Linked DNA regions of Mus musculus: regions 1 and 2 are each linked to region 3. The links are chromatin contacts, called in public promoter capture Hi-C maps. All regions are on one chromosome and are shown on one strand. The core of a region is the stretch at or near the end of the contact, and the rest is flanking DNA. Distances in the headings are between cores, read along the strand shown. Region 1 holds the start of Ankrd17 (ankyrin repeat domain 17). Region 2 holds the start of Cox18 (cytochrome c oxidase assembly protein 18). Region 3 holds the start of Ythdc1 (YTH domain containing 1).

Region 1 (3,332 bases), core at 825-3,324, 3.6 Mb before region 3:
ATAACGAAGTTGCATTTCATACATAATGTACAACTATGAAGGAATGAACCTGAGTAAGTTACAAAAGGGAGCCAAACTTTGTGAAGGACTGAAATCAGAAAAACAAAAAACAGGCCAAAGAGAGACACTGAAACCAGAATATAGTTGGAGAGTTGACTGACCTTGCATGAGGGCAAGGAGTTCTGTCATTCTCTCCATACTGAGAAAAGATCAGCCCATCTCTAGCATTTGGAAAATTGAAGGAATTTGCAGTCAATGGCCTCAGTCTTCTTGTGAAACTGTTAGTCAGTCGTATAATAAAACGGGGCTGGCACTCAAAGATTGCAAAAGGTATGGAGGTGGAAAGTGAGACAAAGGTGCTGAAGAATACAGAAAATGGACAAGATCCCGCTGAAACCATACAGTCCAAATCCATGGCTATCAGATACACAATAGTGTTCTGTATTATGTTGTATACTGGAACTCAGCTTTAGGCAGATGTTTAGCATTTTGTATATTTACTATTACACACAGAGAAGCCCCTGGAAACACAGACTCTGATTTCAGAGATAACACACACAGTAGACACATGAAGTTTTGCCTCAATGAATTGATTTAGTCATCACCAATTCGTCTGTGGTACTCCGTAGTGTACTGGCAACTGCCCACATTTCATATGGTATGCCAGTACTAAAAAGAAAATGCAAAAAAAAAAAAAAATTAAAAAATAAATAAAATAAATCAGGCACTCAGCTAAACTTAGAAGTCTTAAAATGGTAACTTTGTCAGTTGAGGGACTTTTTTATCTTGTGCCAGTACATCTGTCTTTGATGTTTGCTTTATTTTCCTTATGTCACTACTCGTACTAGCCCAGAAATGGCTAATTCTGAGTTCAATAAGCTACATAAACATGACACGGTGGTGTACAGACCCATATAATCTCAGGAAGATCGCCAGTTCAAGGCTAGCCTGGGCTACACTGGAGACGTCTGTTTGAAGAAGAAAGCTACATTTCAATCGGTCTGCAAGTTTTCTAAGTACTCAAAATGATCTCAGAATCCAGACCGAGAAATGCATACGATGATGGCCCAGCTCCCACACCCACCTCTTCGGAAGTGTATAGTCTTAAAAATCACTAGATTCCGTTCCTGCACATTACAAAGGTGTACAAAATAGTCAGATTTAGGAAGCCTAGGACCCGAGACTCAAACTCGGACAAGAGTTTTCTAAGTGAGGACGTGATCGCTCCAAGGGATGGTGGAGGGGAAACAGTTTTCTTTTGGACCTGACTTCAGTCTCTCTCCTCTCACGAAGTTCTCTCGGAAGATCCAATGCTCTCTGGCTTAGGCGGTGGAGAAAATGGCCAGGCAGGAAAAGTCCATCCAGGAGGTCCGGGGCGAGGCCCCACCTCCCGGATCTGAGGGGCCAGGCCTCGCGCTCGCCCAGCTTCCCCCGCGCTTCTGCGCTCGCCCCCGACTTAGCCCGGGCCCCACTGCTCGCCATCCCACTGCCTCTGCTTCCCTGCGCCCACGCACGCACGCTCGATCGCTCGCTCGCTCGCGGGGGAGCCCACTCCCCGGCCCTGGAGTCTGCACTTGGGAGAGGCAGGCAGGGCTCCGCGCTCGCGCGGCCGCCGCGGCGCCGGCTGATGGCGTCACCCGCGCTTCCGCCTGCGGCTGCGTTCTAATACGAAGCCAGGAAGGAAGGAGGGAGGGCTGCAGGGCTGTGTGTGTGGGGGAAGTAGCGCGGAGAAGACAAGCCACCCAGGCGCTCGTTCGCCCGCCCGCTTGCTCGCTCGCTCGTTCATTCGCTCGCCCGCCCGCCCGCCCGCGGTCCCTGCTTGCGGTCCCCGCTCAGACTCGGTCTCCCCAGAGGAAGCCACTCCAGGCGCACTCCCCCGGCGGCTCCTTCCGGACGCCTGCTCGGCTTTCCCGGGCACGGCGTTCGCGCTCCGCCTCGCCCCCCCTCAGCCCTCCCGCTCTCTCTCCCTCCCTCCCTTCCCTCCCTCCCTCTCTCCCTCCCTCCGCCAAGCTCCCCGCCCTTAGTATCGCGAGACGAGGTGAGAGCTGGCGGAGCGGCGGCGGCGGCGGCGGCAGTAGAGGTGACCGAGGCGGTGGCGGCGGCGGCGGCCCGGAGCGCTGTGTCGGCCCCGGCGCGACCGAAGTCGCGGTAGAGCGGAGCCCCCCCACGCCCCTCCCCCGTCCGCGTCCCCCACCCCCTCTTCCCGCGGGGATGGAGAAGGCGACGGTTCCGGCGGCGGCTGAGGGAGAAGGGAGTCCCCCGGCGGCGGCGGCAGTGGCGGCCCCCCCCGCGGCGGCGGCGGCGGAGGTCGGCGGCGGGGCTCGCCCGGCCTCTTCTCCTCGTGGGATGGTGCGAGTCTGCGACCTGCTCCTGAAGAAGAAGCCACCGCAGCAACAGCAGCAGCAGCAGCCGCCGCACCACAAGGCCAAGCGGAACCGGACTTGCCGACCCCCGAGCAGCAGCGAAAGCAGCAGCGACAGCGACAACAGCGGCGGCGGTGGCGGTGGAGGAGGAGGAGGAGGCGGCGGCACCAGCAGCAACAACAGCGAGGAAGAGGAGGACGACGACGACGAGGAAGAGGAGGTTTCTGAGGCAAGGGCCTGGTTTCACCTCGAGGAGGGCGGAAGGGACCGTGGAGGGCCTAAGGTGGGAGGGGACTCGCGGTGGGACCGAGCCCTCGGGGCTTACGATCTGCCCTGAGGGACCGGGCTTTCGGCTGCCCCCTTTCTTTGCTCGGCCTGAGTCGTGAGGTGTGGGGACGTGGGGGAGGGTAGCTGACACGTGGGGGTGGGAGGACCGGAGAGTGCACGGAGTTGCCGAGAAGCTGGCTAGCCGAGGATGCTGCTTCGCAGGGTGAAGGGTGGAGGGATTGATTGGTCGGATTCCCGGGTGGCACTTTGGGGCCGAAGGGTGGTCTCTCTGGGGCCAGTAAGGCCACCTCATTCCCGGGGCGGGGGCGGAGCTAAAGCGGGAGGGGTAAGATAATAGGTAGGAGAGTCTCCGGGGGACCGACTGCGAGCTTGGTAGTTTTCTGTCAGTGGAAGGTGGCCGGGAGCAGTTGTGGAGGGGCGGTAAGATTGTAATGGACTCGGAGCTAAGTATTTGTATCTGGGAGAGACACGTGAGAGGCTGTACTTTTCCATACTGTTTTGCTGCAGGGCTTTTTCTTTTCTCTTTCTCTCTCTCTCTCTCTCTCTCTCTCTCTAAACTCGTGGCTGCTGAAGTACTCTTCGCTTCCTCGATTTGTGAAAGATTTATGGATGAGCCGATCTTCTATCCCTCCATATGCGTTTACAAGTGACTTAGTACGTAAAAATTGTTAGGTGCTCTGC
Region 2 (3,753 bases), core at 408-2,907, 3.4 Mb before region 3:
TTACAGTGAGTCCTTGAATAGCCTGTGCTACAGAGAGAACATATTGTATATCTCAAGGGCCTATGGGGGAGGCATAAAGCTATGCCTGATAACCTCAATCCAATCCTTAGAATTCTCAAGTGGTCTCTGATACCACATGAGTTTCCTCCTCAGGGTTAGTGTTAGATTTACAGACACGTCATATGCACATTATTAAGAAGACAAAAAGTTAAATATGCTCATATATGCAACATCACAAAATAAGTATTAAGAAGTTTAGTTCACATAACAATATATGGGTTTAGTTTTTAAATTTATTTCCATTACTTTGACATGAATGCAGGTGTGCAGTTTTATCAGAAGAGGTTGTCAGTTACCTGTAGCTGTAGAAAAAAATTGTTAAAGATTTTAATAACTGCTTGAAATTTTTGGTTTAGGGTTTGTGAACAATAGATCTACAAATAACAGGCTTATTTATTACACATAATAAATTTACCTACTTTCCCAGTGTTGAGAATTAATTCTAGGTTCTCATGTATGGTAAGTTGGGACTTGGGGGAGTTGTTTTTAAGTAACTTCTCTGGCTTAAGGCCATCTTGGAAGGGCCTACTGGATATTAACAGTTTTATGGAAATACGGTGGTTTCTTAAACTAGCAAGAGATAAGTGAGCTGTTTTTAAAAGGGATTATGCTATGGGAACTAAAGGCAGGTTACCCAAGTTTCAGAAAATACGCTATCTGACAGCTTTGGTAGGTGTTCAATAAAGTAGAGGACAGTGTCCACAGTTTGGCTTTACCAAACATGGGAGAGGTTTCTAAAAACTCAATTCACTTTGGCCTACCCTAGGAGTGGGCACTTCGTTGTTCCATTTATTTTCTGTTGACAGGAACACGAATGTGAAAAACACACAGTTGTTAAAAGCCCTGTGCATTCCATTTAACCGTTGAAGCAAAATTGTGCTGTTGATGGAATTCATTTTGTAAAATGAAAAATAGTATTTTTCCCTGCTCCTTATTATGATGGTGATTCTTCTTCTTATTTATTTATTTCGTTTTTTTCTTTTCTTTTTTTTTTTTTGGTTTTTCGAGACAGGGTTTCTCTTTATAGCCCTGGCTGTCCTGGAACTCACTCAGTAGACCAGGCTGGCCTCGAACTCAGAAATTCGCCTGCCTCTGCCTCCCAAGTGCTGGGATTAAAGGCGTGCGCCACCACTCGGCATTTCTGCATTCTGTTTATAAAGGAATACAGAATGCTAACCGGAACAGATAAAGACATTTAGGTCTTATTATAAAGTAGAGCTGCCTAGGGGGATAAAGGACGCAGACTTAACACTGACCGAGCCAGAAACACTATTCCCAAAGTAGGTGTTTCAGCAGTGCGTAGAGAAAACGGAGATAGATGCTGCGCGCCTTGGGCGGAAACAGCCGAGTCACAAAAAGTACTCAAGCCACAATTTCCTTGAGTGGAAACTGAAACTCAACAGCAAGGCAGTTTGCTCGCCCCGCCTACCCCTGCAGTTCCGGTTCCCGCTCTGAACTCCACCCCAGCAAGGAAAGGAGTTAAGAGAGCCTCAAGCGGCTCATTGCCGCGTGGGAAAGGCGGAGTCTTACGTCATCTCTAGCGCGACACTGGACAGGGCTTTCGGCTGGGAAGGTCAGGCGTGGCCTCGGGTTCGCGCATGCGCGCAACCTCCTGGTGCTAGTGCTCTAGTTGGCCGCCCGCTCCGTGTAACCATGCTGTGCCGGTCGTGTGCCGGGTGGCTCAGGTCGCTGCCCACCCTGCGGCTCCCGGCACCGGGATCACCGCCCGCCTGGAGCAGCGCGCGGCTCCCAGCCCTTCCGGTATGGGCAGCCGCTTCGGTGTCTGCGGCCTCTCCAGGTGGCTGGTATGAGGCCCTGGCAGCGTCGGCGCCGGTGCGCACCGCGGAGGAAGTGCTGCTGGGCGCGCAGGAGGCTACCGGCCTCCCCTGGTGGAGCAACATCATACTCAGCACCGTTGCCCTGCGCGGTGCTGTCACTCTGCCCCTGGCCGCCTATCAGCACTACATCCTGGCTAAGGTGAGGGGCGTCGGTCCCCGTGCTGCCTGCCTGCTAGTGTTAACATGGAGGCTAAAATAATTTAGTTAGCATTGCATGTTAAATGATGGTTGGTGACTCGAGTACCTTCCAGTTCACCCGACCTACCAAGTATTTATTCGAAATACAAGTGCCTCCCAAATGTTCGGTTGAGACCAATATTCAGAAGAAATGGCACGGAGGAACCTGAAACATTAGGGTCATAAACATTTTAAGAGTCTGCAGCATCATTTGTCACTATTGATACTGCTCTTTATTACTAGAAAGGTATCACTAAGTTAGCAGTTTCCAGACATGAATTCTTCCTCTGGGCCTACCACCTACTACCCTGTATCTGATGGATTGAAACTTCGAGTTGGCTTTTTAGGAACTCTGTTCAGTGGAATTGGTATAACGTTACCTCCCCCATGGCTGTGCCTGGGGGTGGGGGTGGGGTAAGTCAAGATTTTAATTTGAGTCACAGAGGATTGCCAGGAAGGGAGCAGCAGCATTGAGCCAGGAAGCATTCACAGTGAGGTGTTAACACTGGAATGCTGTTTTCTCTCTCCTGGGAAATGTAGGGATGGAACAGTAAGAACCAGGATGCAGTTTTCATTTACTCGAAATCCTATGGAGGAGGTGCTGTTAGATATGCTACATACTGGGAATCAGGATTTCAGGTTATGCACAGCCAGAAACAGAAAACATCAGGTACCCATAACCAAGAAGTTGCAGTTGGTTTAACTCAGTATGGTTGCCAAGATCACGCAGATAGATGTACAGGCAAGGAATTTAAATCTGGGGTCAAAGATACTTTAAGCAAACTAATATCTAATAGAGTTTTCTTAAATGTTTTCGATTACAAGTGTGATCAGTAAACAACATTTGTATATGGTCTAGGGAACAGAGACTAGAACTGTGAGTTTGGTTGTCCTGACCAAATGCTGAGTGGGGGAGGAAAGGGATTATGTGGTTTGTAGGTTATATAGTCTATTGTGGAGGCATTACAGAGCAGGGACAGCAGCAGAGTCCTTGGAGGAACACTGCTTACTGGCTTTTTATACAGCTCACGTTCACATGCCTGGGGCTGGTGGCACACAGTGTCCTGTGTTCTTCCATGTCAATTAGTGATTAAAAAATGCCCCATAGGCTAATCTGATGGGTGAAATGTCTTAGTTGAAGGCCCTTTCTTCTGGATGTGCCAAGTTGACAGCTGAAGCTAACCATGCAGTAGTTATCAGTAAAGATCCTTTATGAACTCATCAAACAACTTTTTTCTTTAGTTAGGTGGAAAACTTGCAACCAGAAATAAAAGACATCGCCAAGCGCCTTAACCAAGAAGTTGCAGTCTGTGCCCGTCAGTTTGGATGGTCCAAGAGAGTGGCTAGGTATGCAGCTTTGGGTCTGCGGTCACGAAAATGTGTGTGTGGTGTGTGCGTGTATACACGGTTAGGTATTCTTTTGATTGGCGTATTCATATTAATCACTATGCTGCATGGTGGTTTTATGTATTGGAATGGAATCAAAGAAAGGAAGAAACAGGCGTTATTCCAACTCCTGTGAAGCTGAATCGTCCTCCTATCTCAGCCTCTCTCTCAGCTCTGAGATTACAGGTGCAGACCATTGTATCTGGCTCTGTATGTCAGAATATGACAGGGTTTCATGTGCACCAGGGATGCCCAGTGGGTAACTGTACCCAGGAATGACCTTGAACTTCTA
Region 3 (3,284 bases), core at 176-2,675:
ATGCCTTGCACTCAGGAGGCAGAAGCAGGCAGATCTCTCAAGTTTGAGGCCAGCCTGTCTGCAAATCAAGTTCCAGAACAGGCAGGGCTACATGGAAACCATGTCCCTAAGGGGGGGGGGGGGGGGAGGATGCTTATGACAAAGACAGATCTTTAAACATATTCCCACTCAAGACAGACCAGAAAAGTGGAAAAAAGCTTTAATGACTGTTCAGCCCACTTAACAAATCTCCACCTCAAATTTAATGAGCCACAAGCAGAGATTTGTGAAATGCAGGGCAGCAAGTGTGCACTATTTTCTTCTAAGACTGTCGCGATAGTCCCAGAGCTGAGAACTCTCTCAAGACTGCATCCCATCTAGACGAGTATCTTCTATGGTCTGGATCCTATACTGGCATCTGTGGTCTCTATATAGTATTTCAGAAGAAATGACATTTTATCAACTAAAATGTTTTCTTTTTATCTTTCCAAGTCTCTCTAGCCTCCACCTACGTATTCCTCGCTGAATCTTTTGAGAACTCTGCACTATTCTGGGAGATCCGTTGCTAGGACTTTTGGAAGAAGGGGCATGGGTGTTTGTTTGTTTGTTTGTTTTTTTCCTAATATCTTTCTTTCCAAAGTAAATACTCGAGGAATAAAAGAAGCGATTCTTAGCTTATCCAAAAGATCAGTGAGAAGCTACTTACAGGTATTTCTCATGATTAATAATCCACCTGAATGAATTAAACTAGTCTACTCACTAGTCTAACAATGCTAACTGTGACGTTATTTTCGAAAAAAGTCAACCAAAAAGACGACAGTTCAGAAAAATACGCATTACATCCGCATAATCCGGCCAGGAAACGTGCCCGGGGGCAAGTTCCTCAAAGCAAGCCCTCTCCCAACCGCTCCCGGGAGTGACGAGAGAAGCAAAGCCCTGGTCGAGGTGGGAGCCGCCGCAGAGACGAGGACGCCGGGCCCAGCAGGCCAGGCCTCGCAAGGAGCGGGTCACGATGCGGCCGCCTGCTCTGCGCGAGGCCCTAACCTCCCGCCTCGCCCGCAGGCCGCGGCTCCTAGGTCCCCTCGCCCGGCCGCCCCGAGGCCCCGTCCTCCACACTCACCTTTCTCCTCCCGGCTGTCGGCCGCCATGGCTGCCCTCCGGCTTCCGCCGCCGCCACCGCCGCCGCCGGGACGCGAGTCGCGCGGGCGCCGCAGACGCGGCCGCAGGCGCACGAGTCCGTCCGTCAGTCCGTCCGGCGGGCCGCGCGCTTCGACCTGACCTGCTCCACTCAGCTTCCTACGCGCAACCCTTCCTCCCGTGCTCTGGTTCTCTTCCCGCCTGGCTCTCTGGCCTCGGTCGGCGCGGGCTTCAGCCTTCCTGTTGGGGTTCGGCCACCACAGAGACAAGGGGGAGGAGAGAGACACAGATGGCGACGCCGGGCGGCGCTAAAATGGAGCCTGCTTCCTGCGCGAAACAATCCCGCTCCCGAAATGCCTTGCGCTGTTTACGCTCTGTGCCTCTCGCGGAACGTCACAGTGCGGGGAACCGGGGCGGGGGCGGAGGCGGGGACGGGGACTGGAGCGAGAAGCGGGACGTAAGAGGGCGTGACTTCGGCACGTCGTCCCGCCCCGCGCGCAAACTTGACGTCCAGGGAACCGCCCTCGTTCCAGAGGATAATCGGTATTTAGGCTTCTCTGCTGTGCTTCCTACAGCTCAAGGATGCAGACATCTCACCAGAAACGTTTGGAAGGCCTTGAATGGTTAGTGTGAGACACCATCAGAAAGGGTGTTATGTCTTTCTTTGGTTTTACGAGACAGGGTTTCTCTGTGTGGCCCTGGCTGTCCTGGAACTCACTCTGTAGACCAGGCTGGCCTCGAACTCAGAAATCCGCCTGCCTATGCCTCCCAAGTGCTGAGATTAAAGGCATAAACCACCACTGCCCGGCTATGTCTTTTTTATATATTTAATTTTCTTTTATTTGATTAGTAGTGTCTACTACTTCTTTTTAAATATTGTTCTAGGACCAGGGGTTAAGAATAGCTTTATTGTTGGGTGGTATTTGGGCTCATCTTTAATCCCAGCACTGGAGAGGCAGAGGCAGAGGCAGAGGCAGGAGGATCCCTGTGAGTTCGAGGCCATCCTGGCATACAGATTGAGTTCCAAGACACCCATGGCTACACAGAAACCCTGCTTCAAAAATAAACAAACAAATGTGTTCTCCCTCAAAGGAAGTCTGAGTTTATCTTCTAGTTAAGGCAGCCAAGGTTTGAGTAAACAAATTGAAAGTTGTGCTGACGCCAGGAGTGGTGGTGCACACCTTGAAACCCAGCATTCTGAAAGCAGAGGCAGGGGAATCTCTGAGTTAGAGCCCAGCCTGGTCTATAGAGTGAACAGTACTGGGATAGCCAGGGCTACAGTGAAACCTTAGCTCAAAAGAAAAACAAACAAAAAAAAATGGAAAGGAAGAAAAAAGACAAAAGGGAAAAAGAAAATTGTGAACTTTATTAAAAAAAAAAAAAGCTAGCTAGAAAAGGGTGATGCATACCTTTAATCCTCCCATTAGGGAGGAGGCAAGCAGATATCTGAGTTCAAGAACAGCCTGGTCTACAAAGCAAGATCCAAGACAGCCAGGGCTACACAGAGAAACCTTGACTTGGAAAACAGAGAGAGAGACAGACAGACAGACAGACAGACAGTTGCTATAGTGATAAGACCCCTTTTTATGGAGAAAAGCTAGTACAGAGGCCCTCCTGTGGAGGTGAAGACTGATGGTAAAAGATAAGAGACAATAACAAATAAGCACTAATTGTCTTCGGAAAGCACATACAAAGACTTTATGAAGATCTGAGGGGCATTCCAGTAACCAGGAATGGAGGTGAATGAAGATCTGCGGGGCATTCCAGTAACCAGGAATGGAGGTGAATGAAGATCTGCGGGGCATTCCAGTAACCAGGAATGGAGGTGAATGAAGATCTGCGGGGCATTCCAGTAACCAGGAATGGAGGTGAATGAAGATCTGAGGGGCATTCGAGTAGCCAGGAATGGAGGTGAATGAAGATCTGCGGGGCATTCCAGTAACCAGGAATGGAGGTGAATGAAGATCTGCGGGGCATTCCAGTAACCAGGAATGGAGGTGAATGAGAAGACAAGTACTGAGATGATGTTTGACAAAAGTCACTGCCCACTGGTGGTGGCATCACATGCCTTTAATCCAAGCACTTGGGAAGCTGAAGCGCAGATCTCTTGGATTTTAGGCCTGCGTAGTCTAAAAGCAAGTTCCAGGACAGCCAGGGCTACACAGAAA

The links. Promoter capture Hi-C pulls out the DNA fragments that hold promoters and counts their contacts.
Region 1: a contact with region 3 is called in a promoter capture Hi-C map of pre-B cells. The contact joins the promoter of Ankrd17 here to the promoter of Ythdc1 in region 3. A contact is called at or near these places in 2 of 39 promoter capture datasets (cranial neural crest and pre-B cells) and 2 of 484 Hi-C or Micro-C datasets (B cells and CD4 T cells).
Region 2: a contact with region 3 is called in a promoter capture Hi-C map of pre-B cells. The contact joins the promoter of Cox18 here to the promoter of Ythdc1 in region 3. A contact is called at or near these places in 1 of 39 promoter capture datasets (pre-B cells) and 2 of 484 Hi-C or Micro-C datasets (B cells and CD4 T cells).

The regions. Positions count from the first base shown.
Region 1 is chr5:90,364,927-90,368,258 of GRCm38.p6, reverse strand. Ankrd17 (ankyrin repeat domain 17) reads left to right here and starts at 2,074. Exons shown (of 34, transcript NM_030886.2): 1 at 2,074-2,592. The coding sequence starts at 2,212. Gm9958 (predicted gene 9958) reads right to left here and starts at 1,262. Exons shown (of 1, transcript NR_045618.1): 1 at 1-1,262.
Region 2 is chr5:90,221,900-90,225,652 of GRCm38.p6, reverse strand. Cox18 (cytochrome c oxidase assembly protein 18) reads left to right here and starts at 1,657. Exons shown (of 6, transcript NM_001033310.3): 1 at 1,657-2,037; 2 at 3,322-3,422. The coding sequence starts at 1,714.
Region 3 is chr5:86,802,407-86,805,690 of GRCm38.p6, reverse strand. Ythdc1 (YTH domain containing 1) reads right to left here and starts at 1,425. Exons shown (of 17, transcript NM_001347375.1): 1 at 1,100-1,425. The coding sequence starts at 1,127.